Regions from separate parts of the Rattus norvegicus genome. Here all the other regions are linked to region 2. The links are chromatin contacts, called in public Hi-C maps. All regions are on one chromosome and are shown on one strand. Each heading gives the region's core, a stretch centred on a gene start, on an enhancer-like site or on the middle of the called end of the contact. The rest is flanking DNA. Distances are from core to core; before and after follow the strand shown.

The links. A called contact is a pair of places that touch in the nucleus more often than the background predicts.
Region 1: a Hi-C map of liver shows a contact between it and region 2, with 3 times the contacts expected there. The contact joins the promoter of Cenpt here to the promoter of C19h16orf86 in region 2. A contact is called at or near these places in 2 of 12 Hi-C or Micro-C datasets (hepatocytes and liver) and 1 of 1 datasets of contacts at active chromatin or transcription factors (oligodendrocytes).
Region 3: a Hi-C map of kidney shows a contact between it and region 2, with 6 times the contacts expected there. The contact joins the promoter of Psmb10 here to the promoter of C19h16orf86 in region 2. A contact is called at or near these places in 9 of 12 Hi-C or Micro-C datasets (the A7r5 cell line, the Rat2 cell line, Schwann cells and 5 more) and 1 of 1 datasets of contacts at active chromatin or transcription factors (oligodendrocytes).
Region 4: a Hi-C map of hepatocytes shows a contact between it and region 2, with 2.4 times the contacts expected there. The contact joins the promoter of Nrn1l here to the promoter of C19h16orf86 in region 2. A contact is called at or near these places in 3 of 12 Hi-C or Micro-C datasets (Schwann cells, hepatocytes and liver).

Annotation. Positions count from the first base shown.
Region 1 is chr19:50,649,425-50,652,376 of GRCr8, reverse strand. It overlaps Cenpt (centromere protein T), which reads left to right and starts at 1,390. Exons shown (of 13, transcript NM_001024257.1): 1 at 1,390-1,509. The coding sequence starts at 1,397.
Region 2 is chr19:50,504,957-50,507,960 of GRCr8, reverse strand. C19h16orf86 (similar to human chromosome 16 open reading frame 86) reads right to left here and starts at 1,456. Exons shown (of 4, transcript NM_001109129.1): 1 at 1,231-1,456; 2 at 775-992; 3 at 197-378; 4 at 1-123. The coding sequence starts at 1,314. It overlaps Enkd1 (enkurin domain containing 1), which reads left to right and starts at 1,545. Exons shown (of 7, transcript NM_001106180.1): 1 at 1,545-1,919; 2 at 2,000-2,194. The coding sequence starts at 1,835.
Region 3 is chr19:50,741,823-50,744,611 of GRCr8, reverse strand. It overlaps Psmb10 (proteasome 20S subunit beta 10), which reads left to right and starts at 1,320. Exons shown (of 8, transcript NM_001025637.1): 1 at 1,320-1,489; 2 at 1,689-1,776; 3 at 1,863-1,960; 4 at 2,073-2,213; 5 at 2,472-2,587; 6 at 2,695-2,753. The coding sequence starts at 1,434. Lcat (lecithin cholesterol acyltransferase) reads left to right here. Exons shown (of 6, transcript NM_017024.2): 6 at 1-7.
Region 4 is chr19:50,694,777-50,697,886 of GRCr8, reverse strand. It overlaps Nrn1l (neuritin 1-like), which reads right to left and starts at 1,606. Exons shown (of 3, transcript NM_001135006.1): 1 at 1,509-1,606; 2 at 692-806; 3 at 146-552. The coding sequence starts at 1,596. The coding sequence ends at 267. Edc4 (enhancer of mRNA decapping 4) reads right to left here. Exons shown (of 29, transcript NM_001033068.3): 28 at 2,754-2,917; 29 at 1,971-2,506. The coding sequence ends at 2,314.

The DNA of each region.
Region 1 (2,952 bases), core at 141-2,640, 140 kb before region 2:
TGTGGACCAGGCTGTCCTCAGGTGGCAGAGTGCTGGGATTAATGACATACATCACCCTTCCAGGCTAAAATAAATCTCAAATTCAATTTAGGTAATTGCTAGTGGCCATGACATTTTATCCACAAAGACCTAGTAAATTTAGATAGCAAGAGATCAAATCTAACTGGTGAGTAATTCAGGTGGTAGAGTGAGTTCAGTTGCTTGTGGAGCATGCAGGAAGCTCTAGGATTGATTGCTAGTGCTGCAGAAATGGTGCCTGGTGTTACAACGCCGTTGGAAGCTAGAGAATCAGAAGTTCAAGATCATCATCAGCTGCACAGTTAAGTCTGGACGTCATAAAACCTGTCTCAAAACAAATTAAAAAAACAAAACAAAACAACCCAAGACCTCTAAAGAAAATAATAATTTAAACTGGGTGTGATAGAAAACAACTGTACTCTCGATCTCTCCTGCTCTTGCTCTTTACCCTCCCCTTTTCTCCCCTCCCCCTCCCTCCACGTGCTCATAGCCAGCCTCTACTCCTCTACACTTTCTCTGTCTCTACTCCGTCAACTCCCCTTCCCATGCCCCAAATAAACTCTACTCTATACTAAAAAAAAAAAAAAAAAAAAAAAAAAGGAAGAAAGAAAAATAAAAAAGAAAGAAAGAAAAGAAAACACTGTAATCCAAGCAAACAGAGTAGAAGCAGGTTTAGGAGTTCAAGGTCATCTTAGACTGTGTAGGGATTTTGAGGTCAGCTTGGGCTACCTACGACGCTGTTTCAAAAACAAAAAGTACCGGCGCTTGTGAGTGCGAGTGTGCTTGCGGGTGGGATTATCAAAATGTAGCCATGGCCTACATTTGCAACGGGAGGATTCATGTGATGAAGGCAAGAGGGATGCCTAGAAGAGTTTGACCCTACATGAATGCCTGGTGTCTGAAGAGACCAGAGAGCATCAGATGCCCTGGCATTGGTGTTTCTGACAGTTGTGAGCTTCGCATAAGGGTTCAGGTCCAATGCAGGAGCAGCAAGTAGACCTTACAGCTGAGCCATGTTCTAGACCTCTGGTTCTTTAAGATTATTATAACCCTTAACTTTTTTTTTTTTTTTTTCGGAGCTGGGGACCGAACCCAGGGCCTTGCGCTAGCTAGGCAAGCGCTCTACTTTTTTTTTTTTTTTTTTTTTTTTTTTAATGAGGAAACCATCTGTTCTGAACTGGCTCCATGCTTTTCCCCAGGGTTAACGTGAGACCGCCTCCAAAATCAATTTATGATCATGTCAGACCCGGCTCCCCAGCTGTCGGACTACAGTTCCCGTGGGGCCATGTGGTAGCATCGCGAGACTTCACTCAAAAGAGGCGGCGGGAATGCGGTGCTTGCTGCAGCTAGAACAGTTAGGAGGGGTGGGATCCTGAACATGGCGGATCTCAGTAGTCCCGACGGCGACCCGACCATACGTACGCTCTTGCGGCACGTGCTGGATACAGCGGATTCGCACACTCCGAGACGACGCCAGAGCACTCAGACGAAGTATGTGAGGGAGTTGTCCGAGCAACTAGGATGAATGGGGAGTGTTTGTTTGCGTTTGAAAAGTAGAACTGGGGGTTGGGGATTTAGCTCAGTGGTAGAGCACTTTCCTAGCAAGCGCAAGGCCCTGGGTTCAGTCCCCAGCCCCGAAAAAAAGAAAAAAAAAAAAAGTAGAACTGAGCCTCAGAGTAAAGTCTGAGATGCTGAGATCTGACTCTGTTCCTAATCAAATTAGTCTCAGCTATGCTGTATGTATGCTCCAGGGTGAGTGCTCCCAGGTGAGACCAGAGTCTCACAACATTGCTGGATCTCTAGAAGCAGAGGGTATGGCTCTGTTTTAAACGCTGTTTCACTCAACCCAGACTAGGGTTGTACTTCCAGATGATTTCACCTTTCCCAACACATACAGCCCTACTCTCTGAGGCTCCCATGGGAGGTCGGGAGGCAGGTACTGGAAAGATGCTTTCCTAGAGAGCAGGGCTTTGCCCTGACTTTGAGCGTCTTGGCTTGTGAACAGGAGGTACCGAAGTATCTACCAGTCTGGAAGAATGCCATCCTCAAGTGGAAACTTGTTCATGATAAGGTGGTTTTTGTTTTTTTCTCTCCAAAGTGCTTGCTAGTGATTAATCCCAGGATCTTATGCCTGCTAATTATGCACCACCCGACCACCGAGTGTCATCTCCTACCTTTTTGGTATTTGAGACAGGGTCGTACAAAGTTGCCTTGGCTTGGCTTGAAACTAGCCCAAACAGGCTTTGAAGACACCATCCTCCTTCCATAACCTCCCTCATAGTTTAGGGATTAGAGGGTTGGTAACGCCAGACCCTTATTCACTCAAGATGTGGCATTATTTATTTACTACCAGTTTGTGAGACAGTGTGTAGGTCAAAGGACAACATTCAGAGTCCATTCTTGCCTTCCAATGTGTGGATACTGGTCATTAAATTCAGGGTACCAGGCTTGGAGGCAGTGCCTTTAACCACTAGGCCATCCAGCCAGTCCCTCCTGCTATGTTTTAGACCTACGAGTAATGAGGTATAAGCTGTGCTTGGGGAACACTGACAGAGTTCTGAGACACTGGACTGGTGAAATTGGGCTGGGGTGACCCATGGGGAACTTAATGTGACACTGACAACTTGAAAGGTTAAAAATAAATTTCCTACTTGGATTGTTACTCTAATGCCCGGAATGGGATAGTCTTCCAATTGTAGCCTATGTGACTAACCTCTACTCAACTATTCTGCTAGACCTCCCTCTGTGAGGCTTTCCCTCACCCCCTGCTAGGTCAGTCATAGTCCTCTGTACCTCAGGGCTACCCTTCCTCCTCTTTCTTGCTGGGGACTATGAAAGGTACAAGTGGTTTCTAGTATTCTGCCTCTGAAGGAGAAGAACGCTTTTTTTTTTTTCTTTTTTCTTTTTTTTCTTTTTCTCGGAGCTGGGGACCGA
Region 2 (3,004 bases), core at 207-2,706:
CAGCCTCCGGTTCCCTGTCCCCATCCCCTGCCTGATTCAGCTCTGGGTTGCAATAGTTGATGTACTGGTACAGTGGCCGCAGGCGCTGGGCTTTTCCTGCAAGAACCCAAGGCACAGCAAAGGCTGGAGCACCAGGCTGTGCCACGTCAGACTCAAAGACAAAGGGAAAAACAAAAGCCCAGGGATTGCCACTCACGCTCCAGCCCCAAGGTCTCTGTGGGTGCAGATGCGCTGGCCACAGCTGGGGGCACAGGAGCCCCTACACTCTTGCGTTTCTTGGCTTTTTTGTGCTGTTTAGATGACAGCGAGGATTCACTGTGGCTGCCTTCTGGCTCCTCCTTCTGTAGCAGCAGCCCTGGTGGCAGTTCGGCCTCTGCCCTAGGATGGGCATGGTAGCTTTGCCCTGGGAGGGCTGGGGTACTCAAGCCTGGGACAAGAGGCCTGAAAGAGGTAGGCTTCAGTCTTTGGTTCCTGTGTCTTGAACCTAGGGCTTACCCCTGCCTGTCCACCAAGCCACACTAGAGCTAGTTAACTGTCCATTTCTTAGTGAAGTTCCAAACCCAACAGGGGCCCAGCGTTCAATGGTAGCTAAGTCTCCTACAAGACTAAGAAGCCCCAAATCCACACCCCCGCCCCAACTGTTCTAGAGAAACAGGAGCTGGAGGTGAGGGCATTAGAAGAAAACAAGGTTCTTTGCCTTGAAGGAATTGGGATTTAGGAATCTCCAGGTCTAAGACCCACCTCCCCAGCCTTTCCCCTTGAAAGCCCTCTCACTTTCTCTTGGGCCCATGAGCTGGCCTCACGATGGATGATGTAGGCTTGGGTCCTCTCTCCTCTCCTGCTTCCACCCCTGGATTGAGCCCTTCCTCTCCCAGGTTTATTCCTTCCTCCTGGAGCTCTGGCTCTAAGCTGTGTCCTACTGGACACCTGTCTTCACCTGGAGTGCTGCAGGTCTCGTGTGCTGGCACCAGACACTCTTCTGTTCCTGGACACTAGAAGACATACATAGGTAACTGATAGCCCATGGTCAGGCAAAGCCCAAAGCTGCTGCAACTGGGGCATCTCTCTTGGTTTGGGGGCCTCTCCTAACTACATATTGGCCACAGAATAGGAAATCTTAGGTCCCTCTACCTGCAGGACTTGGCCTGGCAGTTAGAAGGTTGGGTCACCTAGAGTCCTGCTCTTCTGCCCTACCCCTCCTCCTCCTGAGCTTTGAAATGCCCAAGTCACCTCAGGGATCTCTGCAACCTGGGCTAACCCTACTGCTGCCCCATTCTGGGCTTCTGGCTGCCTCTTGGCCCCTGCTGAGGCCATGGCAGGAATCAATGCATCCCTCGACGGTTGCTCAGAGAAGACCGCAGGCCCAGAGCAGGGCTGGACCGGTGCTCAGTGTTGGTAGGGGAGACAGGTTGAGAGGTAAGGATCCTGTTGCGACCCGAGACTTAGACTCGCTCCTCATCTGGAACTACAAACCCCAGAAGGCATTTCGCCTTAGTCATTTGACCCCTGACCTCAGGAAGCCATTTGTTGCCAAGCAACAGCAACTCCTACCGACTTGCTACAGTTGGCGGTAAAACTGCTGCAGTGAGAGTCCACGCTGGGGCTTTGCAGGGGGAGGGGCCGCGAACCCCTCAGGGCCGTGTGCTAGTCGCGGGGCGGTGGTACGGGCTGAGCTTAGGAAACGAGCGGTAGTCGAGGGGTGGGGGTCAGTGATGGGGGGTACCACGGGGCTACAGAGCTCGGGTGGAGGGTGGAAACACCCGACAGGGATTAGAGGGGACATTTGCACAGCGCAACAGGTCCTGATGCACAGTTGCAGGGCTACGGTAGGATCATGTGCGAGGGCCCGTCCCGCATCTCTGGACCCATCCCCCCAGACCCTACTCTCTGCCCGGACTACTACCGGCGGCCGGCCTCGGGTGAGTTGCGGGGTGCCGCGGCGGGGCGAGTACCCCGCCCCACCTCTGAGCACGGCTTTCCACCGCGTCTTGCTCTTCAGCCCAAGGACGCCTGGAAGGAAACGCGTTGAAGCTGGACCTGCTGACTTCAGGTCGCGACCTGGACTCCAGCCCTCCTCGTGGCCCTCGCATCAGGCCTGGAGCCCGAGAGATCCTAGAGCGTGGCCAGCGAGGTGTGGGGGACGTGCTGCTGCAACTGGGGGGCATCTCCCTTGGTTCAGGGGTCTCTCCTAAGAGTAAGTCCTTGCAGACGGGGTATTGAGGCATTCATAGGTCAAAAGCAGAGATTAAAATAGGGTGCTTCTTAACCGCCTTGAACCCATTCAGTTAATGTGTTTTTCTGGGTCTTAATTTCTCTAGCCTAAAAGAAGGGCAAAATACTTCTTGCAGGATCAGAGTTCATCCTTCTGCAGAGAGCTCCAGCTTCAAGCTTTCACACCTTGATAGAACAGTTCCCTTAATGCCTACTTTGTGCCAAGCCCTATGGTTGTTAGGAAAACAAGGTTAAAAAGTATGGGAGTTGTCCCAGGGTAGGGTAACACCCAAGGGGGGCTTCCCCTTCACTGAAGAGAAGGGAAGGGGGTAATAGGGAGCCGGATATGACAGGGGCAGGACTGGGGTGGGGGTTACAATTGGGATATAATGTGAATTAAAAAATAAGGGGCTGGGGATTTAGCTCAGTGGTAGAGCGCTTACCTAGGAAGCACAAGGCCCTGGGTTCGGTCCCCAGCTCCGAAAAAAAAAAGAACCAAAAAAAAAAAATAATAAATAAATAAATAAATAAATAAATTTTGGGGAAAGAAGTAAGGGAGTCAATAAACAAGACAGGACATATGTATAATATACTCGGTGATATCATAAAATGTAGAAGGTAATCACAATTTCTGTGTAAGGGAATAAGCTGCTAATGTTGCTGTGTGTATGGCATTCAACTTCCATGTAGAGGTCTTGGTTGTATTTAAGAACTTTGTGTGTGATATTGGAGATTGAACCCAGGGCTTCTCATATACTGGACATCTCCCAGGGGTAGGGTGTGAATCTGTATG
Region 3 (2,789 bases), core at 71-2,570, 240 kb before region 2:
GCTGTTATGAATAAGTGCAGTGTGTTCTGGGTAAGGGGAAGGCGGCCTCACCTGCCTGATTTCATGCATCATCTGACCCAGCTCTTGGGGGAGCATGAGGTACAATGGGCTCTGGTAAGGTCTCTGACTGGACTGACAGGGTGAGATGTGTAAATAGATTTTCATTGTCCTGGTTGAGCTGCTAAGAAGCTTGCTCTGTGCCTTCCTTCTCAGGACCTGTGCCAATATTCAGGTCTGGGTATAGCTGTTGGAATGGGAACACAGAAATATGATTTGAAACCAACTTCTGAGTTCTGGTTGGATACAGAAATTTAAAAATAGAGTATGGTGGTGCACGCCTTTAGCTCAGCACTTGGGAGACAGAGACAGGCAGATCTCTGTGTAGGCTACTCTGATCTACATAGTTCCAGGACAGACAGGACCACTGAGACCCTGTCTCAAAAACACAAACAAATAGAATTTGAAATATGGCAGCTGGGGCTGGGATTGTTAATGTAAGAGCTTGGATTCAGCACTAAAGATGAAAGGGGCCTGAGAGATAGCTCAGCATCCATTGAAAGAAGCTGTTTTTCCAGAGGACCATGGTTCAAGTACCAGCACCCACATGGCCGCTCAAAAGTGTATGCAACTCCAGCTTTAGGGGATCTGACACCCTCACAGACATACAGGCAAAACACCAATACACATATAAATAAGTCATACAAAATTTAAAAGTTTAGAGCCAGGTGGTGGTACACATGCCTTTAATCTCTTCATCCAGGCTAACCTTGTCTACCAAGCTTGTTCCAAGACAGACAGGGCTACACTGAGCTACGCTGAAAAAAAGTTTAGGATCTGAAGGAATGACCGTTCATCTAAAGAAGGTTTCATTTGGGACTTTAGAGAGATTGAGAGCTCAGAAGTTAAGAACATTTCTTGCACTTGGAGAGGACCTAGGTTTTGTTCCCAATGCCCATATGGTGACTCACAACCATCTGTAACTTCAGTTCCAGGGAATCTGATGCCCTCTTCCAATCTCAGTGGGCCCCTGGCATGCACATGCCACATTCACTCATACACATAGTTAAGCCTCAAAAGGCTTGATTTCTACTTATTTTTAAGGAGTTGGCTGTGTGCGTATTTTTCCTGAATATACGCATGTGCTTACAGTGCTCGGGGGTGTCAGATGAGATGGAGACAGAGGGACTAAGGCGCACTGTGGAAGGCCTGGCTCAGGCTCAAGCCACCTGGGACTAGAAGCAAAGGCGAAAGTGAAAGAGAAGATGCACAAAGCATAAGCAGCCTCTGAACTAAGTGGGGGGTGAAAGCGAAAGTAGGAAGCGACCCGAAAAGCCCCACAGAAGCCACGACAGACGCCTCTGCTCTGACTTTGCTTTTTAAATCTGATCCACCCATCGAGACCCCCGCATCTCAGTTGGCCTTCCTGCCCGGAGATGCTGAAGCAGGCAGTGGAACACAGAGGAGGCTTCTCTTTCGAGAACTGCCAGAGGTGAAGGGGAAGTGGAATTCAAGTCGCGAGCTGCTAGTGCCTTGTTTTACTGGTGGAGTGGGGGGAACCCTATCCTATGTTGGGTGACCAAGTAGAGGCTTAACCCAGGAGATGAGGAAAGTAGACATGGATTCGGGGACGGATTCAAGGACCCTCCCTAGATTCATAACTGAAATGAGAGCCACCTCAATGTTTCCAGGAATGCGTCCTTGGAACACGTCCTTCCGGGACTTCGGGTCCCTCTTGCACGCAAGACCGGGACTACCATCGCCGGACTTGTGTTCCGTGTAAGCGGGGTTATAGGGCTGGAGGGCTAGAAGGGCAGCCACTGCGAAGATCAGGTGGGCATTAAGGCTGGGCTCTACCTCTGCAGGATGGAGTCATCCTGGGTGCGGACACGCGGGCTACTAACGATTCGGTTGTGGCGGATAAAAGCTGCGAGAAGATCCACTTTATCGCCCCCAAAATCTAGTCAGTATCTACCGGGCCAGTCCCCATATTCAAACATAAGTTGCACTGTCGCTCACGCCTAATTATGTCCCTGCAAGTTCCTGTCCACATCCATAATCCCTTTTTCCCTTAGCTGCTGTGGGGCTGGAGTAGCTGCGGACACTGAGATGACCACGCGGATGGCAGCTTCCAAAATGGAACTACATGCTCTGTCCACCGGCCGTGAACCTCGAGTGGCCACGGTCACCCGTATCTTGCGTCAGACGCTCTTCCGGTGAGGAAGTGAGGCTAAGACGACCCTTAGAGGGGGTATCTGCAGATGGGTGGGGATGACAGGAGGTGAGACCGGAAAAAAAAAAAAAAGCGGGATGCAACCAGCAGGGAGACCGGAAGAAGACATCAAGCTGAGTTCCGGAAGAGACGTCAATTGTAGGCCGCCTGGCCAAAGGAAGGGGTGGGACTCAGACCAAAAAGCAATATAATGGGCGGGGTCTGGCTCCTGCTGACAGTAACCATGCCCACTCTTCCACAGGTACCAAGGCCACGTGGGAGCATCATTGATCGTGGGCGGGGTTGATTTGAACGGACCGCAGCTCTACAGCGTGCACCCACACGGTTCCTACAGCCGTCTGCCTTTTACTGCCCTTGGTGAGCGCTTCCACCTTTTTCAAATGAATCTTGCTCCTGCAACCCTACTTTCAAGGTTTATACCTCAGCAGCTGCAGCTGACTTCAGATGCCCCTTTCCACCTGCAGGCTCTGGTCAGGATGCAGCCGTGGCACTGTTGGAGGACCGGTTCCAGCCAAACATGACGGTGAGCGACTTCTGCCCATTACTTCACGCTCACTGG
Region 4 (3,110 bases), core at 357-2,856, 190 kb before region 2:
ATCACAAAGTGAATGTTTGTAAGGATGATTGAGTCCCTTGTGGAGGTCCTGAGGCACACACATTTCATGCTGAGATCAGTTTCTGGGGGGTGGGGGGTGTCCCTGCTTTAGCCAGGAGGGCCACAGCCAGGAGAAAGGAACCAACTTGTTGTAAATATAAATACCTTTAATGAAAAGTGTGCATATTCTGCAGAGCTCACATGGCAGCCACTCACTGCATGCAGTGATGGGAGGCAAGGGCACTGTTGGCTGGCCAACCAGACTGTTTAGGCCAGAGGCCCCAGGAGGCAGGCAAGCGCCAGAGCAGCAGCGAGCAACGCAGGGGCTGGGGCTGAAGCCAGGGCAGGAGCTGTGGCCCGTAGTGTCTCCTGGTTGGTCTCTGGGCCAGCAATCCGCTCCCGAACACTCACAGGAGCGCCACAGAGGATGTGCAAGTTATCTGGGTGTGGGGCACGGCGAGCTTCTTGCTGCAGTGACTCCCACACTGCAGCAGCCTCCTCTGGGCAGCCTGACAGGACCCGAGAGGCACAGGCGTGGAATTCATTCCAGGATCTGTTACAAAATGGGGTTAGGGGAGTTAGAGCACAAAGATTTGGACTGGGAAGAGATTCGGGGCTCTGAGGTGGTGGAATGGTAAGCACAGATTGGGTCGATGCCTCCCACCGACCTATTACCTCCCACCTGCTGGTACCTGCAGACGGTCTGTAGCTCGCCTCCTCGGCCCATGCCATCCCCCAGGCGGATGAGACATTCAGCAAAGCCTTGGTATATGGTCTCACAGCGGTTTGGGCCCTCAGAGGCCACTGCTGGGTGGGGTACAGATTAGGAGTGGGTTGGGAATGGAGAATGGTTAACAGTGTGAGCTAGAGTCCATTTGTCAGGACCTTGTTTACCTGATACTGCCCTGGAGACATGACTCAGCGTGAAAGAGGTGCCCCCAGGGAACTTCAGGGTAGCTGGAGATCACTTGTCTTAACTCTCAAGGTGGGATTTGGACTGTGGTGTACGTGGAAGTGCGAGATATGGGAACAGAAAGGGAGTGTTGGGTCCCAGCGCTTAGTTCCTTCTCTAGTTCCTGAGACTCTAGGTCAAAGACAGGGATTCAGGGGTATAGGGTCCAGAAGCATAAAGTCATGGGCAGAAGGCAGTCATCCTAGTCTTCATGTGCTTCACCTGGCCCTTTCATTGCCTCTCTAAAGACAGTGTCTGCTGAAGCCGAGCAGGCAGAGTGGGGATCAAAGCCAGCCAGTCACTCTACGCTCAGGGATCCATGGCCTAAGCTCTACTAGGGGGTCACATGCTCCCTTTGCCAGAAGAGGGGCTACAGAATTGAAAGGTTCTTCCCAGACAACTGGGCTGTTTGCACAGTACTTTCCCTCCTGAAGCCACTAGCACATTTTCCTAGAGCCCTCAAAGCTGATCTCCAACTCCTTTACTCCCATACCCTATACCCAGTCTGGCTAGGACCTCTGAGGTTTGTAGCCTGGGCCCAGGATGCTCACACTCACCGAGTGGCAGTAGCAGCAACAGTGTCAGGGCACAGGGTAGCCGCTGACAGCGGCGGCGCCAGTGGCAGTGGCAGCAGTAGCACATCATCCCTGGCTGTAAGCCTAGTGCAGAAGCTAGAGGCTTGGAGAGCTGCCTGTGGACCCAGCCCCCAGAGGAAGGGATTCTGATTGGATGGGAGCTGGAGGCGGAGCATCTTCCCAGCTGTCAGCCCCACCTCTAGCATCCAGAATAGGCAGAGGAGCAAGAAAGAACCCCAGAGGGTAAAACTGCCAGGAGAGGAGGCAAAGGTGATGTTGAGCTGGCTCTAGGAGCTTTGCCTGAATTTGACAGAAGAAGTGTGGGTAGGGAGTGTATCAGATGAGAATGAGTGCCAGGGACCCCAGGTTGGGTTTAGACATACCTCCCCAAAGGGAGGAAAGAATAGTCACATCAGAGACAGACTAAACCACACACATACTTTCTTTTATTCCAAAAGCCTTTAATTGAATTTCTCAATGTTTTTCAAAAACAAAAAGATCCAAATTAGAGGTAAAAAGGAACATGGAAAATTCAACTCAAGTGGTGTCACGATCTTGGGGTCATGCTTCAGGCATGGCAGGACCCAAGAAGGCACAATACCTGCCCTGGGCCCAGCCTAACCCTGCTGGTTACCACAATCAGTAGACCACTGCCAGTGTGCCCGGCTGCTTACCTCCCTCCAAACACCAGAGATGAAGGCCTGAGCAGGAAAACAGCAGACACGGCCCTGCCTTGACCTAAACCTGCCAACTGGCCTTCAGTGTCACCCCATCCCTGTTTAAATGGCTAAGGGAGGCTAGGGGTCACAAGGCCGTGTAACATTAGGCTGAGGCGGCGGGCAGCTTTGCCAAGTGAGTTGTGTGGATCAGCCTGCAGGAACTGGAAGAGCTTCTGGCGCACCTGAGCCATGACAGAGCCCATGTGGTCTCGAGTGATGGGATCGCTGTGGTCCAGGTGCATCACAGCCTCTTCCAAGTAGCTGGGGATAGGGGAAAAGGCAGGCTATAGCTGGATGCCAGCAGAAAGGAGTGCCCCCTGGTGGCACTAAAGCCCAGAGGAATAATGAAAAAGAAACTTTCTAAGCCTCATATGGGAACTGGTGGAGAATATAGGTAGAAAAATTAGGGCTGGGAGCAGGTAAGAGTGAGTTGTCTGCTATGAACTGTTTGTTATCTATCCCTACCTCTAGGCTCATCTTCTGGTCCCTGACTGACTGCCCCACTCACCTGAGCTTGAGGTCACTTCTAGTTCCAAGGTCAGATGCTAGCTGCTGGATTAGGGAAAGGAGAACGGGCTGGGACAGTGGACAGGGCGGCTGCCCAAAAACCTGGGCTGGGTCCACAGTTTCACACACATACAGCACCAGGTTGAGATCAGCAGCAGTCAGAGCCTGGGAGTAGAACAAGACAGGATGCTAATTTATACCTAATACGAGGGTGGAATGCTTTCTTATCTGAGGTGTATGGCCTATGGCCAGAAGACCAAAGTTGGATTCTGAGTTCCAGAAGTGATGTTCAGAAACTCTGATGGGGCTGTATGGCTACTTTAGAAAATCAGATTACAAAGTTTTCCTCAGAAAAAGT